2 separate regions of the Danio rerio genome follow, and region 2 is linked to region 1. Evidence: chromatin contacts called from public Micro-C data. All regions are on one chromosome and are shown on one strand. Each heading gives the region's core, a stretch centred on a gene start, on an enhancer-like site or on the middle of the called end of the contact. The rest is flanking DNA. Distances are from core to core; before and after follow the strand shown. Region 1 holds the start of ube4a (ubiquitination factor E4A (UFD2 homolog, yeast)). Region 2 holds the start of ercc2 (excision repair cross-complementation group 2).

Region 1 (7,886 bases), core at 3,371-5,870:
AATTTCCAGGTAGGAAAACAGCAGCAGCTGACAGAGGTCTAGGTCTTTAACCCGGCCATGGAAAATATCAAACACTGGCACCATTACCTCCCCAAAGGTCCGCACTTCTTGGTCAGCCAACAGGCTAGCAATGACCTCCTCTAAAAACTCCACAACCTCTTCAAACTCTGCAGAGACAACCATGCAAACAAAGTCATCCAGACAAAGTCATTTCAGAAGCTTCAAATGTATCAGATGTCCTCAAATATGACACTTACGGGCTCCTCTGACAGCCTCCAGCAACAGGTCCAGAAGCTGCTCGTAAACGTTCTGACTGATGTAGATCTCTGGGGTCAGCAGCACAGTTCGTGCATTGGACACGGTCAGGTTTTTGCAGTGCACAGCAAATGACAACAGTTTCTCAGGGACTTTAGTGATCTGTGTGGTTTTGAAGCATATGCATATTTTTGTGTAAATAAGCAAACATTCTTTTGGCACAACTGTCCAGTTTTATTTCATTTTAGTTACATTTTTTAATCTATTTTTAAAAATTATGATTTAAACAAAAACATTAAAGGAATGCTCCACTTCTTGGAGGAAATATTGTAATTTTTCAAGTCACCTAGAGTTAAGTCTTGAGTAGCCAGACCTCAGACTGACGGATGAAGGTCTGGGAACTTTGACCGATTTGAATGGTCAAGGATCGCCCACGATGCTCTTTGACGGACAGATTAACAGATTAGTGTGTAAATGAGGCCGGTAAACAACCATGCATCATTCATTCACAAACGTTTTTAAAAGTCTACAACAACGATGCATCAATATACTTAGTGATCTGTCAGCAACAGGCCGTAGCCACCTACAGACAAATGTCCAGAATTTGTCCCAAACCTGAGCTCATTTGTTCTATTTTGACTGCTATGCCATCATAAAAGGTGAAAATTATCAACATTCAGCTACTAGAAAAAAAATACAATGTGACATAAGTGAAGTCATCTTTCACTACTGTGTTGTTTTAAACAGAAAAAACATTTTACAGGTAACTTTTATTCTAAACCTTGGACCTTGTTCTTGAAACAAAAAAAAGAGCAATAAAATGGTGGGAAGCACCAAAAGCGACCCATGTTAAAATGAATTTGAAAGTGTTTCCAGAAAAGTGTGTCATATGCATCAGATGATCAGGTGAAGCTTGGTGTGACATCTGAGGCTGAGATGACCCTGAGTTTTACCATTTTTGAATCCATTTAGTCAATCTCTGGTTTGGTGGGGTACACTTTTAGCTTAGCTTAGCATAAATCATTGAATCTGATTATACTATTAGCAACTCACTAACAAATGTAAAAAAAAAAAAATCTAATTTAAAGCTTGACTCTTCTGTAGTTACATTGTGTACTAAGTTGCTATTTTCTCGATTAATATGACTAGGAACAATAATCTCATTCGGGCAAAATAATCAAGGAATTTTGCTGCTGTACCATGGCTGCAGCAGGCGCAATTATATTACATCGTACATAAAAATAGGTAACAGCCGTGCTTAATATCATAGTACTAAAAAAGCGGAGTATTCCTTTAACAAATTTTTCAAGTAGATACACTGACAAAAAAGCCCATGATAACAACTTTTTTTGTCAATATGTCCAATGGCATGATGGCGCATCTAGAAATAATCTCTCCAGAAAATACCTCCTCTTTAGCTCTTTGGTAGCAGGCGTAAAGGTAAGGTATGGCACGTTTCTCTCCAGCGTCTCGATCTGCCGAGAGATTCACTACACTACAGGAGGTCATGTAAATGAGATGGTTTCCTGGCTCCTGCAAAAGCAGCCTGTTGAACAAAGCCTGGAGGGAAAGAAAGAGCAATATTGTTCTTATTCAAAGTTCTTTATATGCACATGCATAAGACTTATCTGACATTATACAAATCTGGAAAAGCACAACACTCTTAACACATTGTACCTGCTCTATGGTGTCCATGTTAAGCCAGTCCTGACCATCAAGATCAGCTGCCATTTCCTCAAGGTAAACACAGCGTGGTGGGATGCCATTGCCACTTCTTAGACTCGGATCACCTGGAGAGATTTCAACCAGCATGGATCATTATATAACAGTAAATTCTTTCTTAGTCTACATTATGGAGACACAGACTCACCACCACAGTTTAGAATCTATAAAGTTTTTCTTATGTCTCTTATAGTTAAAGTTGCATTTATTTTATAAAATACTGTAAAACAAACTGCATTATTTTGAAATACTACAATAAAATATCTGTTTTCTATTTTAAGATATTTGAAAACCTGCTGTATTTCTGTGATTTAAAGTTGTCAGTGCAATCACTCAAGTCTTCAGAGTAAAATGATTTCAGAAATAGTTTGTTCCATTTCTTCTTGATATGTTAAATACATTTGCAGCTAAACATTGAAAAATAAAAAATATGGAATTGTTACAGGATTTAAACAGCAACTTTAAATAAAAAGAAATCTATAGCATTATAAAATGTCTTACTTTCACTTTGGACCAGTTTAATGCATCTTTTTTTAATATAATCATTACTTACCTTCCAAAAACTAAAAATAATAATAATAATACAGCCCAAACCCAGAAACAAAGATTTGAATGGCAAACAGACCAGCGTGATGGACAGTAGATAGATGTAAAGGACATAGATAAATATACAAATGAGAGCAACATAAATGACGTAATGGACCATTCTGCAGTGGATGAGCTCATCTGCAGCACTGCCTGGAAACGGCATGTCAACATGATATGCTCATCAAATCTGAGATCATCAAGACAACAGTCATTTAGTATAAACTATCTAATGTCTCTTTCTTTCTGAATAATGATGAGTTATGACAAGTACTTCTCAAAACTGTTCTGTCTCAGAGGGTCAGATAAAAAAAAGTATCATCTTTTAAAAGGAAAGGGGGAATATTATATGCAATTAGAGCTGGAAAACAATTTCTAAATTAATCTTTATTATATATCAATTTTATAATTCATTTAAAAAGGGAGTCAATTCAGTATTGATTATCAAGATATACGAAAATGAACACAAGTCAAATCAAAATTGATACACACACACACACACATGCACTATAATCTATTAAAATGTATATACAATATCTGTGTGTTGCATGTGTAGAAACTTTGCACCTTATATCCATCAAAAGGGGCTAAATCAGCTTTTTGAAGCATCATGCAAAATTTTATCACATTATATTTATCAATAAATTACATTTGAAAACAGATTAATAATATTACTATTATTATTATTTTGATTTATTATTATTATTATTATTATTATTATTATTTCGCATTATTACTGTATTAGTAATCAAATATCTGCACAGAGGGTTACAAAAATGTTTCAAAATGAACACCAAGCAAATCCTCTGAACAATAATGTACTGTATATTAGTTGTCAAATAAAACAAAACTATTATTATAGTTATAATTACTACATAAACACAGACCTACAATGGGACAGGTAGTTCTCATTTCAGAGAGGTGTTTTTGCTCTTACTGTTGTCCAGAGTGATGAGGAAGATCCTCTGGATCATGTGGTTGACATTGAGCTGTTCACAGAGCTCCTGTCGTGAGCGGAACGATCGGCTGATCTCCGCCACTGAGTCATCATTCTCATCAATGCTTTCAGACGCAGAGTTTTCTGACTCAGACTGGCTCTCTCCTGAATCTACTGCTGCAGGGATAAACAATTACAAAGAACCATCACATCGATGTAATCCTTCAAGGATAAATGTAGAGTGCTCCTTTATTACCAAGAACTTACATTGCTGCTCAGTTGGACGCTGTTGCTTTTGGTCAGATGCAAACTGTTTTGCGTCAGCAACTGAACTGAAGAGTGCTGCGAAAGGGTTTTGTGAGATGTTCTGATTGTTATTGCCCTGGTCTGTCATTTCCCTGGAGCACGTCCTCCATCAACAAGTATTTTCACTGTCTGCAGGAGGAAAAATCAGATGTGAATTAGATCCACAACTCCAAGTCCAAAGCCTAGCAATGATACTGAATTTGATCTACCTAAATTCCAAAACAAAAAAACTGAGCTCATCACAAAAGAGTTTGCCTACATCATATTTAAAAAAAGCAAGATGACATCCCATAACGATTTATTTGCTCTTCTGGTGAGTCAGTAATCAACAAGAATTGATTAAATCATGTATGAGTCATATTCAAGCAACAGGAAACCAGACTGCAGATCAATAGGGACTGCAAATTAGTGTCAGGAATGCTAACTTGCTACACATATGTGTCATATTCATCCCAGAAGTGAGTCAGACTACCAGCAAACAGAGCCTAGGGGGTCTGAGAAGATGTGTGATAAATGTAAACCTAAAAACACGAGCTTTCTAGCCGTCAAAGGCAGTGACAGATCTCCTTCCCTGCTGTCAGGTGTCTTATGCTAGCTAAACAACTAGCAGCGTACTTAGCAACTGACAGCGCGCTGGTAATATTGCTGAAACACCGCAACAAAGTATAAATAAAGTAAATAACGCTTTAAATAGCAGACATACGATCAAATACATCAACATGAAGGCACGTCATACCTTGTTTTAGGTTGAAATGTGGTAAATCGGATATGGTGCTGTGCAGGAGATCCAGATCCTACGCGTTGTGTGACGTCATCAGAAGTGGACGATACACTACTGTTTATTTCAATGTTTTTTTTCTATCTCCCTCCCTCTCCCTTTTCTTTGGTTCAAAGTCTTGCCAGATGTCTTCAGGCTGTAAAAACAGTCGGCTTTAGCAGAAGACCTCGTCGTTTAAAATGGCTGTTGAACTTTTTCACAAAAATGAGACTTTGCAAATGCGCAAGAAGCTGATTGCGTAAGTTGGATCAAATATTAAACTTACCGTTAGCTTTTTTATTATGAGGTCTGCTGCAGTTTGAAATGCTGTTCTGCTCTTTTCAATGTCTTTTCAGACAGTCCTGCAGACTCTTTTTCTCCCATGATCCTGTGAAAATAGTCCGAGCACGGGGTCAATATTTATACGACGAGAATGGCACGCAGTATTTAGATTGCATTAGTAATGTTCAACATGGTAAGGACATTTTGCAGTTATGGCATGTATCCAGCTGATGACGTATATAAATTATAATTAGACAAAAGCGTTAATAAATAAAACCTCAACATGGAATGCTTGTCAATACATACTGTAAATCATCTAAATACAGTAAAATTGACTAATGTTGTCACTTTATTACATTATCAAATAGCTATTTTCTATTTTAATATATTTTAAAATGTAATTTGTTTATTTTTTACTAAAGCATGTAACTGACAAGAATACAGGATTGTAAAATGACATACAGTTGAAGTCAGAATTATTAGCCCCCCTTTGAATTTTTATTTATTTTAAAATATTTCCCAAATGATGTTAATACAATGATAATAATATTTCTTCTTTAAAAAAGGTATTATTTGTATTATTTCAGCTATATTAAAAGCAGTTTTTAATTTAGTTATACAAAAACAATAAAATTATACAATAATTTGCCTAATTACCCTAACCTGCCTATTAAACTAATTAACCTAGTAAAGCCTTTAAATGTCGATTTAAGTTGTATAGAAGTGTCTTGAAAAATATCTAGTCAAATATAATTTACTGTCATCATGGCAAAGATAAAATAAATCAGTTATTAGAAATGAGTTATTAAAACTATTTTAATCAGAAATGTGTTAAACAAATCTTCTCTCCCTTAAACAGAAATTGGAGGGAAAATAAACAGAGGGGCCAATGATTCTGACTTCAACTGTATGTAACAGTCATTCAAAAAACTTAGCAAGTGATGCAGAACATACATAAAATTAAAATATATTTAAATTATTAGATTGTACAGATTATTTTTTTCATTATTGGAGAGATTTTTATAGTCTTCTTGTTGCTTGTAATTGCGGTCAAAGATTTATAAAATATTTATAAATCTTTACAGAAAAAAATAAAGAAAGGAGTAACAGACATCAGTTTTACTTTGTGTATGTGAAACTTCCCAAGAAAAATGATCGACCTCAAAGCATTATTAAATGTATTATTGCCAGTTTTACTATTTTAAAAAAAGAAACATCCATTCATCAAAGTTAAATATTTTGTAAAATGTATCAAAAATCAAAAATGTTTTCAAAAATCATTAGAAAATGTACAAGTAGGCAAAATAGATGTAGGGCGCACAAAATAGACAGTGGTGCAGTGGGTAGCACTATCGCCTCACAGCAAGAAGGTTGCTGGATTGAGCCCCAGCTGGGTCAGTTGGCATTTCTGTGTTGAGTTTGCATGTTCTCCCCATGTTCGCGTGGGTTTCCTCTGAGAGCAAAGACATGCGCTATAGGTGAATTGGGAAGGCTACATTTTCTATAGTGTATGTGTGAATGTGTATGGGTGTTTCCCAGTGATAGGATGCAGCTGGAAAGGCATCCGCTGCGTAAAACATATGCTGGATAAGTTGGCGGTTCATTCCGATGTGGCGACCCCTGATTAATAAAAGGACTAAAAAAGTGGTTTGTCTAACCCTGTTACTTTGTTCATTATTTTTGCCAAAACCAAATTGTTACTTTGTGCAATTTTTGTGCAATCTTTGTGTTTATCTGGTAAATTTATTTTAAATTAAAACATCTCCAGTCGGGGAAAAGACAACAAACATTTAGACTCCTCAAAAAACTGACATCTGGTCACTCTATATGTCTACAGAAAAAGAAGCAGCTCTTGTCTTCATGTCACTGAATTTAAATAGGCTTTCCATAGCTCTTTCCAAAAGTGTCAAGTACATAATCACATGATCTTTTCAGTGGGTCACAGTCACCCCAGCATCACTCAGGTGGCTGGCGCTCAGATGGATCTTCTGAACACAAACACTAGATTCCTTCATGATAATATAGTGCAGTATGCTGATCGACTGGCTGCCACTCTCCCAAAGAAACTTTCTGTCTTCTATTTTGTCAACTCAGGGTAAGTGGCTTTTCATTGGGTTTAAAAGCACTGTTCAACAAAATCTTTAAGATGTTTGTCATCATTTAAAGATCAGAGGCTAACGATCTGGCCTTGAGACTGGCCCGTCAGTACACCAGACATCAGGATGTGATCGTTCTAGATCAGTAAGCTTTACTCGATGTAAAGATTTTACATTAACAGGTCATGGGAACTTGCTTATTTATATGTCATCTTTACCTTCCTCTTCAGTGCATATCATGGACATCTGACCTCGCTTATTGATATCAGCCCATACAAGTTCAGGAAACTGGAGGGCCAGAAAGAGTGGGTTCATGTGGTGTGTACAAGACATAAAAACATTTTTTAAGCTGTAAAAAAGGCTCTTTGCTACATATCTAAAGGCTCTTTTTGCATATCTACAGGCACCTCTCCCTGATACTTACCACGGTATCTATCGAGAAGATCATCCTGAGCCTGGACAGGCTTATGCAGACACGGTCAAAAGCCTGATTGAAGAGGCGCATAAGAAAGGTCGCAAGGTATGGTTAAGATAAAAAAATAAATGTTTTTACATTTTTTTTGTATATATAATAAAAGTCAGGGCTTCACGGTGGCACAGTGGGTAGCACGTTTACCTCACAGCAAGAAGGTCGCTGGTTCGAGCCTCGGCTGGGTCAGTTGGCATTTCTGTGTGGAGTTTGCATGTTCTCCCTGTGTTGGCGTGGGTTTCCTCTGGGTGCTTCGGTTTCCCCCACAGTCCAAAGACATGCAGTATAGGTGAATTGGGTAGGCTAAATTGTCCGCACTGTATGTGTGTAAATGAGTGTGTATGGGTGTTTCCCAGTGATGGGTTGCAGCTGGAAGGGCATCCGCTGCTTAAAACATATGCTGGATAAATTGTCGGTTCATTCCGCTGTTGCAACCCCAGATTAATAAAGGGACTAAGCCGAAAAGAAAATGAATGA
Region 2 (7,886 bases), core at 3,662-6,161, 250 kb after region 1:
CACTTTATTATAAAAATGCCTAAAAATCTTAAGGGAATGAAGAGAAATATAAAAATTGTGTGCAGATGACACTTCAAGAGTTCACACTTAGCAGAAGATTGATTATAAAGCTTTTTTGGCATGCTATCCCTAATTGCTCATTAGCTACAAACAGTAGGGAAGTTCACAAGATTTCCCTAAGCTCAAACTCCTCTCTCACCCTGCAAATGGGAGGGAGCCCATGATTCAAGGATCTTATTGAGCTCAGGGAAATCTCGAGAACTTAACTGCTATTTGTAGCTAATGAGCAATTAGAAATTGTTATGAAGAGATAACTAATTACTAGGAGCACGTCTATAGTGCATGTTTTAAAATTGTGGGAGGAAACCAGGGAACCCGGGGAAAACCCATGCGAGCACAGAGAGAACATGTTAACTTCGCACAGAAACGCTGACTGGCTTGGTAAGGACTAGAACCAATGACATTCTTGCTGTGGGCCAACAATGCTAACCACTGGGCCACAATGCCGCCCATCTAGGAAAGAAGGAGTAAGGGAGGAAGGGGGGATTCTTCAATGCGAAGATGACTGTGAAATGGAACTTAGGGTATTTATGGAGACTTAGGAATATTCTGATTGGTAAAACATGAATTGCCTAACGCAGGCGACGCAGTGGAGCAGTGGGTAGTGCTGTCGCCTCACAGCAAGAAGGTCGCTGGTTAGAGCCTCGGCTGGGTCAGTTGGCATTTCTGTGTGGAGTTTGCATGTTCTCCCTGCGTTTGCATGGGTTTCCTCCAGTTGCTCCAGTTTCCCCCACAGTCCAAAGACATGCGGTACAGGTGAATTGGGTAGCCTAAATTGTCCGTAATGTAGGAGTGTGAGTGAGTGCGTATGGATGTTTTCCAGAGATGGGTTGCAGCTGGAAGGGCAACCACTGCGTAAAACAAGTACTGGATAAGTTAGCGGTTCATTTCGCTGTGGCAACCCCAGATTAATAAAGGGACTAGGCCGAAAAGAAAAGGAATGAATTGGCTAATGCAGGACCACCTGTAATCAATCATAAGCAGGTGATCTCTGGAAATTAGTTTATAAATAAACTTCACTTAATTTATTATTTTTTTTTAAAGTCTATATGATTTGTAAGTTGTTAGATAACAAAATCTGACCTTGCAGGATTTCATCAGGCAGAACTGGATTGGACAGATAAATGTCAGTTTCTCTGGCAACATTAGCTTCTTTAAGACCCTCGACTAATCTTCTGTATTCTTCTCGAAGTTTGGCAGCATCTGTTTCTTTAATTCTTTAAAAGACAACAAGCAGAATGCAGGACATTAAACACATTAAAGGCATTAAGAAATGCAGAGGTTGCTTATTAATTCCCACTCTTTTGTCACACCTGCTAATGGTGTTTTGAAGGGTTTCCACATTGGTTTGGCAGCGATCCAGTGTCCTCCTGGTGATGTTGACGCTCATGGAATCAATACACACATTATCTAAAAGAAAACAATATGAGCTTAAATAACAATAATCTAGTCCACATGATGTATAAATCACAGTGATAAATATTGAAATGTGCTACTCACCAATGTTGTGAGCCTCATCGAACACGACAACTGATTTCTTTGCGAGCTCTTTCGAGACCAAGTCTGCGATTTTCGGATCTAGTAAGTAATGGTAGCTGTACACTACTATGTTTGCGTGAAGAAGCTGAATAAAGGAACATATGAGAGAGTGAAATAAATTACATGCACAGCAATTGCACATTATATTAACCTTAGCAAAGTACTCACTGCGTAACGTGCCAGGAAGTAAGGACACCAGCCTTTTCTACGCCCAAAGTCCTTCAGATCGTCCAAATTATATATACCAGGGGGAATGGGCACCTGTCTGCCTACATTATCAAATTCCTGCAAACAGGAACCAATTTCAAGCTATCATTATTTTTTTTTGTTTAAATGTGTTTATTATTATTATACTTTTTAAAAAACATTAAAATATAGAAAGAAACAGCAAAAATAGAAAGAAAAAATACACTTTACACTAGAAAAAAATAAAATAAAAAGTAAGAAAAACTGTGCCATGATTGTATATGCTTAGGAAATGTGTCCCACCTCATAAAACTGGCAGACAGGCTGATTTGGGTTACTCTGATGCTGCGCTCGAATATACGATGCTGTCAGACTGTGACATTTTCCATCTACTTCTTTTCCAAAACGCAGAGAGCTCACCTGTAGTCACACATTCAGTACTTTTTAATAAGATCACAGCACAGATTTTACTGAAATCACAGACAAATCTGCCCATTCAGCGGCCTCTACCTCAGGATGAATGCACAGGTTTTTCCTCGAGGAAAGTGCAAGGGCGAGGAAGTCGTTTTTTACTCCCGTTTGCTTTGAGTAATAATCCATCAGTTTCCTTAGCTCCTCCACAACCTGCAGGTAAATGAAAGATGCATAAAATAAAAATTAACATACGACATGTGTATTTAGAAAGCAAAAAAAAATGTATAAAAGGTAATAAACATCTATATCAAGTCAGTCAACAAAATACCTTCTCTATCTCAGGCACCGTGCGAGAGCAGTACACGAGCTTGGTGACTTCTAAAGGGTAAGTCTGTAAGAGATTAAACATTATATATATATATATATATATATATATATATATATATATATATATATATATATATATATATATATATATATATATATATATAATTATATATATAAATCAGGGATATTTTTAAAGCCATCAGACTGTCATTTAATAAAGTATTCAAATATTTAATCGTCGATCAAAATCCGTCACCTTCTGGTAAGCAACGATGAGCGAAAGAAGAGAAATAGTTTTTCCTGTTCCTGAGGGCATCTCCAGAACTCCATGACCCTTTACACACATAATAAAAACAAAATATGAAACAACTATACATAAGACAAACAATTTTTTTTTGTTTTTTATTGCTTTTTACTTTCACTCAGTCATGGCTCTGTTTAACATAAACATCCCATCCAACATCTCAGATAATGCGAGATTACAAAAAATGCATTCATAATCAGACTAAAAATGATGTGGTGAACTTTATTATTCCCACCAGGGGCAATTAAATTAGGGCAGTAGCATCATGATAACCTATAAATCCACACATTTGGTCTTTCTCCCTAATAATATACATTTCAGAAAAATATTCTTTGCAAATTCATATTTATAGGGAAACCATAATAGCATCCAATGACTTTTAAAGTACAACACTGTTCACTGTACAAAAAAGATTGTTTTGAAGTCATACTTACATAGGATTTTAGACCAAATATTCAAAGTACCATGGTAAAAAATAAAGGGAGGATGTCACGGAACGATTATGCGAATATAAAACCAACTTTACCTCAATAAAAATATTAGAGTAAAGCTGGTTTTATATTCACACATTCAGTCTTTCTCTCTAAAAATATTTTCAGAAAATTTTTCGGTCCCACTTTATATTAAGTGGCCTTTACTAACATGAACTTACACTGAAATTGAATCATTCGTTACACTTTACTTAATGAGTAAATATATGATTTTACATTGTACTTATGCTTGATTAAATATCTGCATGTAATTACATCTGTAATTAAATTCTGTAAGTACATTTATAATTACACTTTTTACCTGAACCAACTCTTAAACCAGCAAACCTTAAGACCACATTTCACTATACAAAAAAAGATTGCTAATGTTGTTTTGAAGTCATACTTACCTAGGATTGCAGACCAAATATTCAAAGTACCATGGTAAACAAAAAGGGAGCATGTCACTGAACAAATGTGTGAGTATAAAACCAACTTTATCTCAATTAAAACAGTAAAGTTGGTTTTATACCCACACATTCAGTCTTTTTCCCTAATATCATATTTTTAGAAAAATATTTTAGCAAACTCTAAATAGGGAAATCTTATTACCATGACTATCAAAGTACAACATTGTTCACTGCCTAAAAACATATAGCTAATGTTGTTTTGAAGTCATACTTTAATAGGATTTCACTCTGAATATTCAAATTACCATGGTAAACAATAAAGGGAGCATGTCACTGAACGAATGTGCTAATATAAAACCAACTTTACCTCAATTGTAAAAATAACGCTGTAAGAAGGAACAAAAAATACACTTTAAATTAGTTGTGTATCAACTATAGATGCATCTTTTGGCCTATGTCAAAACATCCAGCCACAATGTTAATATAGATCACTTCAATGTGGTGATATCTTTGGCCCATGAACATTTTCTGCTTGTTTCAAACTATTTCATAACTGTAACATGAGACAATTAAATCATAATTTAATGTTAAAACCGCTATCATGACATTATTTTACAATATATGGCTCTTTTTAAAATCTCAGAAAGTATGGACATTACAAATGGAAAACATGAAATACATTGAGACCATTGTTTTGGTTTACATCCCTGAAAATGGTCTATGTTGTTACATGATACAACATTAGTTTAATGTATGAGTGTCTGTGTATAAATACCTTTGCATCCAGCGTCCTCTTCAGCTCAAGCATATACGAGTATTGTTCGGGATAGATGTAGTCATACGGAAAGTAGACTAATAACCCGTCGATATTCAGCCTAATAGGATCAAATAGACATTAACGTTAGAGGAAAAACAAAACTTGTGTTAAATGAACAGCGGTTTGGGCCATTACCAGTCTGCAGATTTGCAGCAATGCTAACGTTAACAGTTAAAATTTACCGTTTACTTACTTCATGTTTGCTGGTATTGTTTCTCTGCAGCACTTAAGTGTTTCTCGTATTCAGTTTTGTATGTTTCCACACATTAATATAACTGTCATGAACGCATTACACAAAAAGACTTCTATCGAGGTACACAAGCGATCTCGGTAGCGTAAAACGCTGTCGCAGTGAAAGTGCGTAATCTATTTTGCTTAATTGATTGGTTGTTCGCTTCAAAGCCCGCCTTATCCTGTCAGCTCATTGGATGACACGCACGTCATGTCAATCCCTTGACGGAAGTACATTTGTCACCATTGGGGTTAATCAAAAAATATATATATAGAAAAGAAGTCCGCACTAAACTTTCGCTAAAATTGTGTAGGTTGTAATTTTCTTCACTACAAATATGACTGATTTTTTAAAACAAACAACAGTATTTTTTTCATGAAAAGTAAAATTTGATCAATTAAAAATATAGCCTATCACAGATTACACTAAATTATACTGTATTTTAAATAAACAAAGAAAAAAGAATGAAAAAAGCTAAGAAAAACGAAAAGCAGGTACAATTAGAGTGCATTGTAAACAAACAAGAAAAAAATAAAAACAAACAGAAAAGAGAAAAGCAAGTAGAGTACACTTAACTTACATTCATTCATTTTCCTTCAGCTTAGTCCCTTTATTCATCAGAGGTTGCTAAAGCGGAATGAATTAAAGATCTGAACTTCCCATCACTACTGTGTGTCTAACCTTAGAGGCAGCCATGCACACGATTTTACTTAAGGCTATCTTGTGGGCTGTTGTATTTGAATTTGAAGATGAGTAGGTGGTAGTGGTAGATGATAGTGGTCATGTGTCCTGTGAAAACATGTTTCAAAAAATTATTGTTGAGTTTTTATTTTACAATATTTATTGTATTTTGTACAATATTTATTGATTTTGAATCTTGTACATAGCAAATATCCCAATGTGCAAAAATAAATAAATAAATAAACAAAACTAAGCAACTATAAAATATGGAAACTAATAAAAACTAGTAAATCTACCTCTAAAAACTAATTAAAACTGATTTTGAAAACAAAAAGTCAAAACAAAATAAAAACTAAAACCAATAAAAAATCCAAAACTATAATAACCTTGCTGTGGAGGAAACCCACGCGAACAAGAGAAGAACATGCAAATTCCACACAGAAATGCCAACTGACCCAGCTGTGCTTCGAACCAGCGACCTTCTTGCTGTGAGGCGACAATGCTAACCACTGAGCCACTACTACTAAGCCCCCCTTCTAAAATGACATTTTTTAATACATATGAGGGGAAAAAAGAGAAAGAACCAAAGAAATGAGAACATTTTTCATTATTAATACAGGGGCATATTTTATATAATATATTTTATTTACATAAACATTTTTAAATCATATATTACAATGCAATAAAATATACAGTATTTCACCCTAACAAAGATTCATCTTCATGAAGTGATTTCCTTCGTACTCATAGGCCGGGTAAAGACCACAGTTTAGACATATTAAAATATTTGTATAAATCCATTTTGGGTCATTCTTTGACAATATTCACCTCAACAGAATAAAACTATACTTTCTAAACCTTTATGACAAACTTCCTGATATAACTACAGAGCCAAAATCCCAATTCCCTTCCCTGTAAAACGCAGCTTAATAAGTAACATCAAATATAAAAACAAACAAATTTTAATGCTCGATTATTTAACATATCCAATTGGGTCAAAATGACCAAAGCATCACATCACTGCTTTTGTGATGCCATCCACAGTTATAGCGTTAGCGTTCATCATGCTGTTCATTACTGTCATGACCTCTTCACCTTATGCAGATGAACTGATCACTGTATTTTTACAATGACAGAGTTGAAGTTATAAAGTTTATTGCCTGTTTTAGATGATTGCATCTAGGATCTGAATCAGCACTTTCAAGTCCGAGGCCATGGTGCTCCACCAGAAAAAGTTGTTTTGCCATCTTCAGGTTGGAGGAAAGTCTTTACCCCAGGTAGAGGAGCTCAAGCATCTTGGGGTTTTGTTCACGAGTGAGGGAAGGATGGAGCATGAGAGAGGCGGATTGGTGCAGCGGCAGCAGTAATGCGGTCAATGTACTTGTCCGTTGTGGTAAAGAAGTAGCTAAGTCGAAAGGCAAAGCTCTCGATTTACCGGTCAATCTACAATCCTACTCTTACCTATGGTCATGAGCTTTGGGTCCTGACCGAAAGGACAAGATCTCGGATACAAGTTACCAAAATGAGTTTCCTTCGCAGGGTTGCAGGGTTCACCCTTATAGATAGGGTGAGGAGCTCTGTCAACCAGGAGGAGCTCGGAGTAGAACCACTGCTCCTCCACATCGAGAGAAGTCAGCTGAGGTGGCTTGGGCATCTGTTTCGGATGCCTCCTGGACACCTACCTAGGGAGGTGTTCCAGACATGTCCCACCGGGAGGAGGCCTTGAGGAAGACCTAGGACACGCTGGAGGGACTGTGTCTCTTGGCTGGCCTGGGAACGCCTCGGGATCCCCACGGAGGAGCTGGAGGAAGTGTCTGGGGAGAGGGAAGACCTTAAGGCTGCTGCCCCCGCGACCCAGAAAAGCAGTTGAAAATGAATAAATGAATGAATGAATGAAGAAAATTGCATGTGGATAAAAATACTCTACTGGCACAACCAGATATTTTGCTAACATCCCAGTCCATTCAAAGTTCTTTAAAACAGGAATACCAAGATGGCTGACACCAGACATGATGCAATTTCAAACGTATGCAAACTGAGCTGGATGCGATGCTTTTGAAGCGCACACCTAATCCCCGCTCTTAACCCTTACTCCTCACAAAGACGTCACTAGCTCTATTGAGTGCATTGTGTCTGAGATTGCATGTCCCAGCTTGCATATGCAAGTCTGCAGTTAGACACTATTAAATATTTTAGCATCTGAAGAATTCCCCTTATATCTCATGTCTCTCCTCCATGCTCTTATAACGGTCCATGATCCTAAGAACGTCCTCCAAAATGGATGGCCCCAAATCCAGGTCCAAACCCATTAGAGACTCTGAGCGGGACACGCTGGGAGAGACAGCAGGAGACTCGCAGTGTTCACTTCGCAGGTCCTCATTGCTCAGTCCCGCATCAGAGTCCAGACTCAAGCCTCGCTTCGGATCTAACGGACCACAGCCTTCAG

What was found. A called contact is a pair of places that touch in the nucleus more often than the background predicts.
Region 2: a Micro-C map of caudal fin shows a contact between it and region 1, with 4 times the contacts expected there. The contact joins the promoter of ercc2 here to the promoter of ube4a in region 1. A contact is called at or near these places in 2 of 18 Hi-C or Micro-C datasets (caudal fin and an unstated tissue).

The regions. Positions count from the first base shown.
Region 1 is chr15:25,905,608-25,913,493 of GRCz12tu, forward strand. It overlaps ube4a (ubiquitination factor E4A (UFD2 homolog, yeast)), which reads right to left and starts at 4,621. Exons shown (of 20, transcript XM_009291737.5): 1 at 4,542-4,621; 2 at 3,767-3,934; 3 at 3,500-3,676; 4 at 1,933-2,045; 5 at 1,663-1,815; 6 at 258-417; 7 at 1-167. The coding sequence starts at 3,893. It overlaps phykpl (5-phosphohydroxy-L-lysine phospho-lyase), which reads left to right and starts at 4,672. Exons shown (of 12, transcript NM_001037557.2): 1 at 4,672-4,821; 2 at 4,919-5,037; 3 at 6,780-6,939; 4 at 7,011-7,085; 5 at 7,171-7,258; 6 at 7,344-7,460. The coding sequence starts at 4,763.
Region 2 is chr15:26,154,249-26,162,134 of GRCz12tu, forward strand. ercc2 (excision repair cross-complementation group 2) reads right to left here and starts at 4,912. Exons shown (of 23, transcript NM_200926.2): 1 at 4,721-4,912; 2 at 4,486-4,585; 3 at 2,783-2,860; 4 at 2,528-2,590; 5 at 2,296-2,409; 6 at 2,089-2,205; 7 at 1,768-1,884; 8 at 1,561-1,684; 9 at 1,374-1,470; 10 at 1,144-1,277. The coding sequence starts at 4,725. It overlaps zgc:154093, which reads right to left. Exons shown (of 2, transcript NM_001077731.1): 2 at 6,067-7,886. The coding sequence ends at 7,654.